2 separate regions of the Sus scrofa genome follow, and region 1 is linked to region 2. Evidence: chromatin contacts called from public promoter capture Hi-C data. All regions are on one chromosome and are shown on one strand. The core of a region is the stretch at or near the end of the contact, and the rest is flanking DNA. Distances in the headings are between cores, read along the strand shown. Region 1 holds the start of ARNT (aryl hydrocarbon receptor nuclear translocator). Region 2 holds the start of SETDB1 (histone-lysine N-methyltransferase SETDB1).

What was found. Promoter capture Hi-C pulls out the DNA fragments that hold promoters and counts their contacts.
Region 1: a contact with region 2 is called in a promoter capture Hi-C map of liver, with 4 times the contacts expected there. The contact joins the promoter of ARNT here to the promoter of SETDB1 in region 2. A contact is called at or near these places in 1 of 5 promoter capture datasets (liver), 13 of 47 Hi-C or Micro-C datasets (alveolar macrophages, blood, embryonic fibroblasts and 8 more) and 2 of 2 datasets of contacts at active chromatin or transcription factors (alveolar macrophages and skeletal muscle).

Annotation. Positions count from the first base shown.
Region 1 is chr4:98,331,899-98,335,852 of Sscrofa11.1, reverse strand. It overlaps ARNT (aryl hydrocarbon receptor nuclear translocator), which reads right to left and starts at 2,394. Exons shown (of 22, transcript NM_001315687.1): 1 at 2,234-2,394. The coding sequence starts at 2,258.
Region 2 is chr4:98,291,625-98,296,052 of Sscrofa11.1, reverse strand. It overlaps SETDB1 (histone-lysine N-methyltransferase SETDB1), which reads left to right and starts at 2,983. Exons shown (of 22, transcript XM_005663488.3): 1 at 2,983-3,141; 2 at 4,026-4,296. The coding sequence starts at 4,037.

The sequences.
Region 1 (3,954 bases), core at 1,145-3,644, 40 kb before region 2:
ACAGGAACTACAGGAAAACTTAACTAGCAAAAAGATAAAATTTAAAAAAAACTCAAGGAAATAGGTATGATGGCCCCAGTCCCTAAACTGACTCTAAAGAAAAAAAGCTTTGGAGTTCCTGCTGTGGTGCAGTGGCTTAAGGATCCAGATTTACTGCAGCTGTGGTATAGGTCTAAGCTGCAGCTCGGATTAGATCCCTGGCCTGGGAACTTCCGAGTGCCCCCGGTGCAGCTGAAAAAGAAGAAAGGTTTGACCACGCAACGAAGAATTCTGACCTGAAAATCATTTATTTTCTCTTCACTGAGCACAGTACATTTCCACCCTGTGTCCCTACATTCTTGGTCCTCATTTCCCAAAATGCAACAGGCTACCAAAAGTCCACCCATGATCTCTTTCATGTGATACAAAGGGGCATAAGGAGAAATGAAGGAAGTAAATGCACTTTCTAACTTAATTATCATGTGTTGAACTTGGAATCAATAACTTGGAAGAGATAGGAGAATTCTCCAACATCAAAAAAGAAATCTAAAAGTTGCAGAAAGCAGGCTGCCAAAGGGCAATAAACAAAGTAACTGTTTCATCATTAGCAAAGATTCTATACAAATAAATGCTATTTTTTGCTTACAGATTTAAGTTGATATCGATCAGCTAATAAAAATGTGGTCAAGAAATTGTCATTCTGGTAACTGTTGTTTAAAAAACAAAACAAAATAAAGCAACCCCACCCACACTGCTAGAAAAAAAACTTCTGACATATGCACTAAACTTGTTTACCCAGGCCACCTCTTAACAGGAGAAATGCTTTGCGACTTGACTAGGGTTATGTAAGTATTTTGCAATGTGTTATCAGTTTAAAATCTTGTTTATTTACTCCCTAGTTAACAGGTTATTTTACTCCAAGGTCAGGTTTGCCATAATCATCGCATCTTTTCAATTTTATTCCATCACTCAGCACTTTCTGCAATGGAATTTTAGCCATTAATTTTATCTCCTTTTCCTCTAAAAAATTAACAAGATTTAAAAATATGATATTGACCATGTGGACAAATGTTAACTTCCTTTTAAATAGCTTCTGTTCCCAGAAACATGGTAGGAAAGACAGTAAATTTCACAGTGATTCAACTGTAATAGCAAAACCTGGTATTGCAAAATAATACTCCCTTTCAGAGACACGGAAAAAAATTTAAATTTCAACAAGGGAATGGCAGTGAATCCCTCCCACTAAGGTACTTCCAAATTATTCATCCCCACCTCTGGCTTCTTTTTTAAGGCTATTAAAGACAGGGATTTCTGGAAAATGGCCAAGGTCAGCAAGGTAAACTGGGATCCCTAAAATGAAATACTTCCCAGGGAGAAATAACTGTAACATAGTGGAAAGAGGACTGGGACTAGGAATGTGAAGACCTGATCTGTCTAGACATGCTGCACTACACGCCACTCCATCTCTTAGACATGACTGACTAGATTTTTTCGAAATGTTCAAGCTCTCCTTTTAGAAGAGATATTCATTGAGATATAGCATAAATTGAACTTTTCTTAAAGAATGGGAACTGCTTCGACCCACATCTAACAAATTAAACTTGGGTCCTGGATGCTTGCTGTTGGCAAGATTCATCCTGAAACTCAAGCATTACACAAACCTCCGCCTTCAGACACTAGAGGCATCTTTAATACACAAATGTAAGTTTCAAAGGACAGCCCCCGGGGCGAGGGGTAGGGGCACAGCTTTTTTATTTTTCAAGAGAAATTGAGTATAATTCAAGGCTTTATAACCTAAACGTTTGGAAGCACACCTCAGCTAAACAACAACGTGGTCCAGTGCTTAAGAGTCCAAACCACTTTTAAAGTAAAAAGAGCCACTCTGCCCACAGTTACTCGGCATCAAGCAGGTCCACAGTGGGCAGAGGGTTGAAAGAGGACCACACCACACAGCAGAACGCCGCCACAAGAGTGGAGGCGGGCCAGCCCCGCGCCAAGAGCCGCTCCAACAGAACTCGGGGCAAGGATTCCCCAACTCTCACCCGCCTGCTCCCTCCCTCCACTTCGGGTCTCCCCAGTGCCCCAGGGTCGGGCCCCTCCCCCAGGTCACTCCCTTCCCCCACTGTCCCCTAACCGCCTACGCGCGTCCCAGCGCTCTCACCCCAACTACGGCCCCTCAGCCCTGGGTCTCCCCAGCTGCCAACCCCTTCAGCCCCTCCTTCTTTAGAGGCACACCAGTCCTCCGTCTCCTCACCGGGGTTAGCAGTAGTCGCCGCCATGGCCGCAGATGCCACCGCCGCTGTACCACCCCCCCAGTGGGAGGAGCCGCCGCCACCGAACCGGGGGGAGGGGGAGGGGAGAGCCACTCCCCAGACGCGGCGCCGTAATGCCGCCACCGCTACCGCGGAATCCAAGATGGCGGCTGCAGCAACCCCCACCGTCCCCAACCCCTACGGCGGAGAGACCCCGCCCAGGAGGCGTGGTCACCCCCAAGGCCCGCCTCCTCTGGAAAACTGGCCAATGGAAATGCCAAATCGACCGGAGGCGGGCTGGCCACTGAGCCGCCAGCGGGTCCGGAGGAGGAGAGAGGGCAAGGAAGAAGTCCAGCTGTCTCTTTAATCCCGCCTCTAGTGCGTTAGAGGTCAGAGATCCAGTGACGTCAGTGAAAAACAATTTTACTAAAAAGCTTCGCTGGGTGGTGGATTCGCCTGGCTGGCCACTCTGCAGACAATTTTTTTTGTAGATCTTCTTCAGGTGCTCATATGTTTAAACTTCACTTAGTGATTTGCAATCCTTCCTAGTTTTTTCCTATTTCAAGGACCTTTGTACCTGCTGAAAAAAGTTAGATAAGTGAGTTTTGAATGCTTTTTATGGAACTGGTGGTGTTCGAGTATCTGGGCGCTTGTGGTGTGGTAGGGGAGATATCGGCAGCCAAAACAAGAGGCAATGTATAAAGAAAATATTTTGATTAAGAGTGGGATAACTTCCTCTGATCAATGAAAGGGACATGGTGACGGGTTTTTAGCAGAGAACTGATAAGATGAATATTGCACAAATTTATTTTCAAAAAATAGGAAGCATTGAGCACTTCGGGCCAGACACTGTCCAAACCGTTTTATAGTATTTCATTTAATCCTCATAACAACATTGTGAGGTAGATTCTGTTATTTTTTCCGTTTTGCAGATAAGGAAACAGAAGCAAAGAGGTTAAACTATGGACACCCAGCTGGTAAGTAGCGGTGGAGGCAAACTGAAGAAGTCTGACTCTGGGAATATTTTCCCTTCATCCCCTTTGTGTAGCACTGCAACATACTGCCGTTTCACATATCTTTCACAAATTGTCTATTAGAAATTTAATTCTAATTTTAACAGAAATCCCATTACACTCTTGAGCATCTTTGAATTCTTGTATGTATCCTACAAAGATTACATAGATCCACTTTTCTCAGTTAACAGTATAGTTTAACTCAGCCAAGGTATTTTAACATATTTTGAATATTATTGTTACATTTGTTAAAATTAAAATTTTCTTTGCTATCAGTTTGTTGTGTTGTATTTCCAGTTCACCAAAAAGAGAAAAATCACTCACTCAAAAGAAATGCATTGATGAAAAAAGTACCTTGAAGTGTAACCAGTAGCAGTGAAAATTTACAAGGAGATAGAGCTTAATTCTCCTCCTTTTTTTTTTTTTTTTTTTGTCTTTTTGGGGCCACACCCTTGGCATATGTAAGTTCCCAGGCTAGGGGTTGAATCAAGAGCTGCAGCTGCCGGCCTACATCACAGCCACAGCAATGCAGGATCCAAGGCGTGTCTGCAGCCTATACCACAGCTCACAGCAACGATGGATCTTTAACCCAACAAGCAAGGCAAGGGATTGAACCCACATCCTCATGAATACCAGTTGGGTTCCTTAACCACTGAGCCACAATAGGAACTCCCTAATTTTCCTCCTTTGATTGTGAATTTGGCTTAGGA
Region 2 (4,428 bases), core at 1,734-4,233:
CTACTACCCAACTACGGCTGGGATCTGACCCCTGACCCAGGAACTCTATATGCCAAGGAGTTGCCAAAAAAAGGAAAAAAAAGAAAACGGATTTTTAAATTTTTTTATTTTTTGGCTTTTTTTAGGGCTGCACCTGTGGCTTATGGAAGTTCCCAGGCTAGGGATCAAATCAGAGCTGTAGCTGCTGGCCTACACCACAGCCATAGCAATACCAGATCCAATGCATCTATGACCTACACCACAGCTCACAGCAACAAGGGATCCCTGATCCACTGAGGAGGCCTTGTGGATACTAGTGGGGTTCATTTCCACTGCACCACAACAAGAACTCCAAAAAATAGATTAACTTCACTTGAAAAATGGGAGATTTGACAGCATTACATCTGTCATACAGGACAAAAAATTACCTGGAGCTAAGCAGCAACTGCTCCTTGTAGGTGAGACGTGAATTTCCTAGATGACCCAAGTCCTCATCCCACTTTACTCCTTTACACTACTGATGCCTGAAATTTTCTGAGTTTTTAATCCCTGTGTTCCTTTGTTTTGATTCTAAGATCACACAATAACCTTCAGATTATGATCTAATAACCTGAACCCTAAATCTGTCTGCAAGGAAAGGATCATTTGGCATTCCAAGGTTCTGGTCCCCATGCTATGATTTCTCATGATCAAGTATTAACAGCATGTGGTTGTGATTTTTCAATGTATCACAACGGATTACAGGGGTCAACGTGCGGAGCGCAGCAACATGAGCATTCCAACTGATGCACCAGTTATTTATTATGCTATATTATTAAACTGGCAATAAGCTGTCTATCTCAATAATTTGTAATTTTTAATAATGTGAATCATTTATATCAGGTCCTGATCATCTCTGACAATAGTATTTAGTCCTCAACAAAAACAAAGCCAGAACTTGTCTCCCTAAATATTGTCCTGGGAAGGACTATACATCTCAAACCAGTCTTTCCTACAACTGCTTCTCAAATTCTAGTGAGCAAACAAATTACCTGGAGTTCTCATTAAAATTCAGATTCTGGTGTTCTCTGGTGGTGCAGTGGGTTAAGGATGCAGCATTGTCACTGCTGTGGCACTGGTTTTATCCCTGGTCCTGGAACTTCTGTATGCCATGGACACAGCCAAAAAAAAAAAAAAAAAAAAAATTCAGATTCTGGTTCAGGACCCACTTGGTGGGACCAGAGATTTAGGATCTCTAACAGGCTCCCTGATTGTAATTTAGTAGTAAGTCCTCTGAAGACACTTCCTGAGTCCCACTGCTGATCTACTGGACTGATTGCTTCAGCTTTTCAGAGCAATGAAGAAATCAGGCTGGAATAAGATGCTCCAAAACCTCCTGCTTCTCTTCAACACCCCCCATTCCTCATTTCCACCCCCAGCCCACCCACACACACATCAGAAAACTAAGAGAATTTAACTAACAGAAAAATAATCAGGGCAGAGCAAAGATTTCCTTCAATCATTAGATATAACGGGGCACCATATGTCAGATGCTAGGGGAAACAAAGATGATTAAGACAGGACCTTAGCCTTGAGTTGATCACAAACCAGCAGAGAAAACACACATAGATAACTCACAAGTGGAAAGGAACTAAGATAAAAGAACCACAGAGGGAGGAGTTAACTCTGTAGGGAAAGAGTGATGGTCTAGAAAAGTGATTCTTTTGGGGTTTTTTTAGGGCTGCACCCATGGCATAGAGAAGTTCCCCGGCTAGGGGTTCAACTGGAGCTACAGCTGCCAGCTTCCACCACAGCCACAGCAGCGCCAGATCTGAGCCACATTTGTGACCTGCACCACAACTCACAAAGCCAGATACCTAACCCACTGAGCGAGGCCAGGGATCAAACCCACTTCCTCATGGATACTAGTCGGGTTCATTACTGCTGAGCCATGTCGGGAACTCCAACACTGATTTTTTTATTTTATTTTATTTTATTTGTCTTTTTGTCTTTTCCAGGGCCACACCGGCAACATATGGATGTCCCCAGGCTAGGGGTCTAATCAGGGCTGTAGCTGCTGTCCTACACCAGAGCCACAGCAATGCTAGATCCAAGCTGCGTCTGAGACCTACACCACAGCTCACCACAATGTGGGATCCTTAACCCACTGAGTGGGGCCAGGGATCAAACCCGAAGTTTCATGGTTCTTAGTTGGATTCGTTAACCACTGAGCCACTACGGGAACTCCCCAGGTTTATATATTTTTTTAATGAAGTTAGGTGCAGTTAGTGTAAAGATAGCTGGGCAGATTAAAGCAATGACGAGATTCCGTGGTAGTCAACAGTGCTGATTCATCAAATACATCTGGTTCTCCCTCCCTGGAGTGAATGTTCTTCCTGGCCCCTCTGTGTTTGGGTAGGGCCTTATGACTCATTTCCAACCAATGAGTTGTAAATTAAAGTGCCCAGAGTCACTTTAATTGCCAGCGCGAGACCCTCTAGCGTTCTCTCATTATGGCAGGGCAACTCATCCGCCTGGGTTTCTAAGTAGCTCCACAGCGACCCCAGCTGCCCCAGCTGGATTCCTAACCCAGGATTCTTAACACATTGAGCCTCAGGGGGAACTCCATTTTAATGTTTATTGCTGAGTGATTTGTAGTGGCTAAAAACTGAAAACTAGATTTCAAAATATGGGTTATTATGTCATATTATGAAATATTGTGCAACTGCCAAAAAGACAACTTTTCATCCTTTTTGGCTCTTGGCAATACTGCCACCACTTGGAGTGGTGGAAGAGGCGGAGCTTCTGCAATGCACCCCAGGCCACGCCTACTTTAGCCAGACTCTTCTCACGTGTGCTCCGGGAGGCTCCGCTTTGACGCATGCGTATTAGGCGGCGTTTCTCACCCTTTTAGGGGCGCCCTGCCTCTTTGAATTTGACCCCGTCAGGCTACCGTCGTGGCGACCGGAACAGCGCCTCAGGTTTGCTTCCGGCGTCTTTTTTTTTTTTTTTTTTTTTTTCTTCCCCTTCCCTCCCTCACGCTTCTTCCCCTCCCCCTGCTCCCTTTTCCCTTCGGTTTCGTTCTTTCCTACCGAGGCCGACCCCTGAATCGTGGGGTCTGGTCGGTGAGAAAGAGCCATCGTAGCTGGAAGCAGGGAGGTGTGGGAAACACTGTTAATTGAGGTATTTGGAGACCAAGGGCTTATCTCGAATGGTTTGTTTGTGGTGGGAGGTCGGGTGAGGATGGGTAGGAAGTCTTCCCTGAGAGACTATCGGGGGCGGGGTTGAGCTGGGTTCGCGGGTGGGTGGGACGCACCCCTAAAATGAGTAACACGGGGGTGGGGCGGCGTGTGGGCAAAAGAAAAATGGAGACGGTGAAAATTGGCACTGGGGTCGCGCGGCATTCTGGCGTCAGTTTTGTTTGAACCGTTTGATCAGGAAAGCAGTTAACACCAAAGTGTGGGGGCGTTTGAATTGACGATTTGAGGCAGCCACATTTTTTATTCCCAAATTGTTTTATTTCTTTTCACTTTGGGGAAACCTCTTTGCTGCAAGCTTTTGTCTGCTTAAGTATTACAGACTTTTTAAAAATGTAAATTGCCATGTGAAAGCAAAGTAATGTAGGGGGAAAAGTAATTAAAAAGAAATTATTGAGTTACAGACCAAATCCTCTGCTCCAGGTGGGGATATTTACTCAGGTTAGTCATGGTGTGCAAACAGGGATATATCAAATTAGTTAATTAAAGAACACAGGTCACAGAAATCTCTTCGATATGTTGATTCTCTTCAGTTTCCTAAAACATTTTAGATAGCTCCCTGTTGCGTAATATGTGTTCTCCACGCCCTCTCAAACTTTTTCGTTTTATTCAGGTCTGTAGTCTAGCCTGCAAGAGGTGAGAACTGCAAAATCTCAGCTTCAGACACTGGAGAATGGGGAGAAAGAACATGGAATCAAACCTACCTATATATATTTGAGTAACAAATAGCAGAGTAGAAATGAGTTTTGTTAGGTCACTGAAATTCTGTATTGTCGTTATAGTAATTTTAGTTTCCTGCTCTCTATATAGAGGACAACAGTATGTCCTCCCTCCCTGGGTGCATTGGTTTGGATGCAGCAGCAGCTGCAATGGAGTCTGAAGAAATTGCAGAGCTGCAACAGGCAGTCGTTGAGGAACTGGGTATCTCTATGGAAGAACTTCGACAGTTCATTGATGAAGAATTGGAAAAGATGGACTGTGTACAGCAGCGCAAGAAGCAACTAGCAGAGTTGGAGACTTGGGTAATACAGAAGGAATCCGAGGTGGCCCATGTTGACCAGCTCTTTGATGATGCATCCAAGTAAGGACCTTTTGAGAAATAGAAGGAAATCTGTCCATAATTATTGATGACATTGTGCACTTTATACTTCAGAAGGTACAGATGTGTAAAACCTTACCCTTCCCCAAAGGTTAGGGGCCAAAATCTGACCTC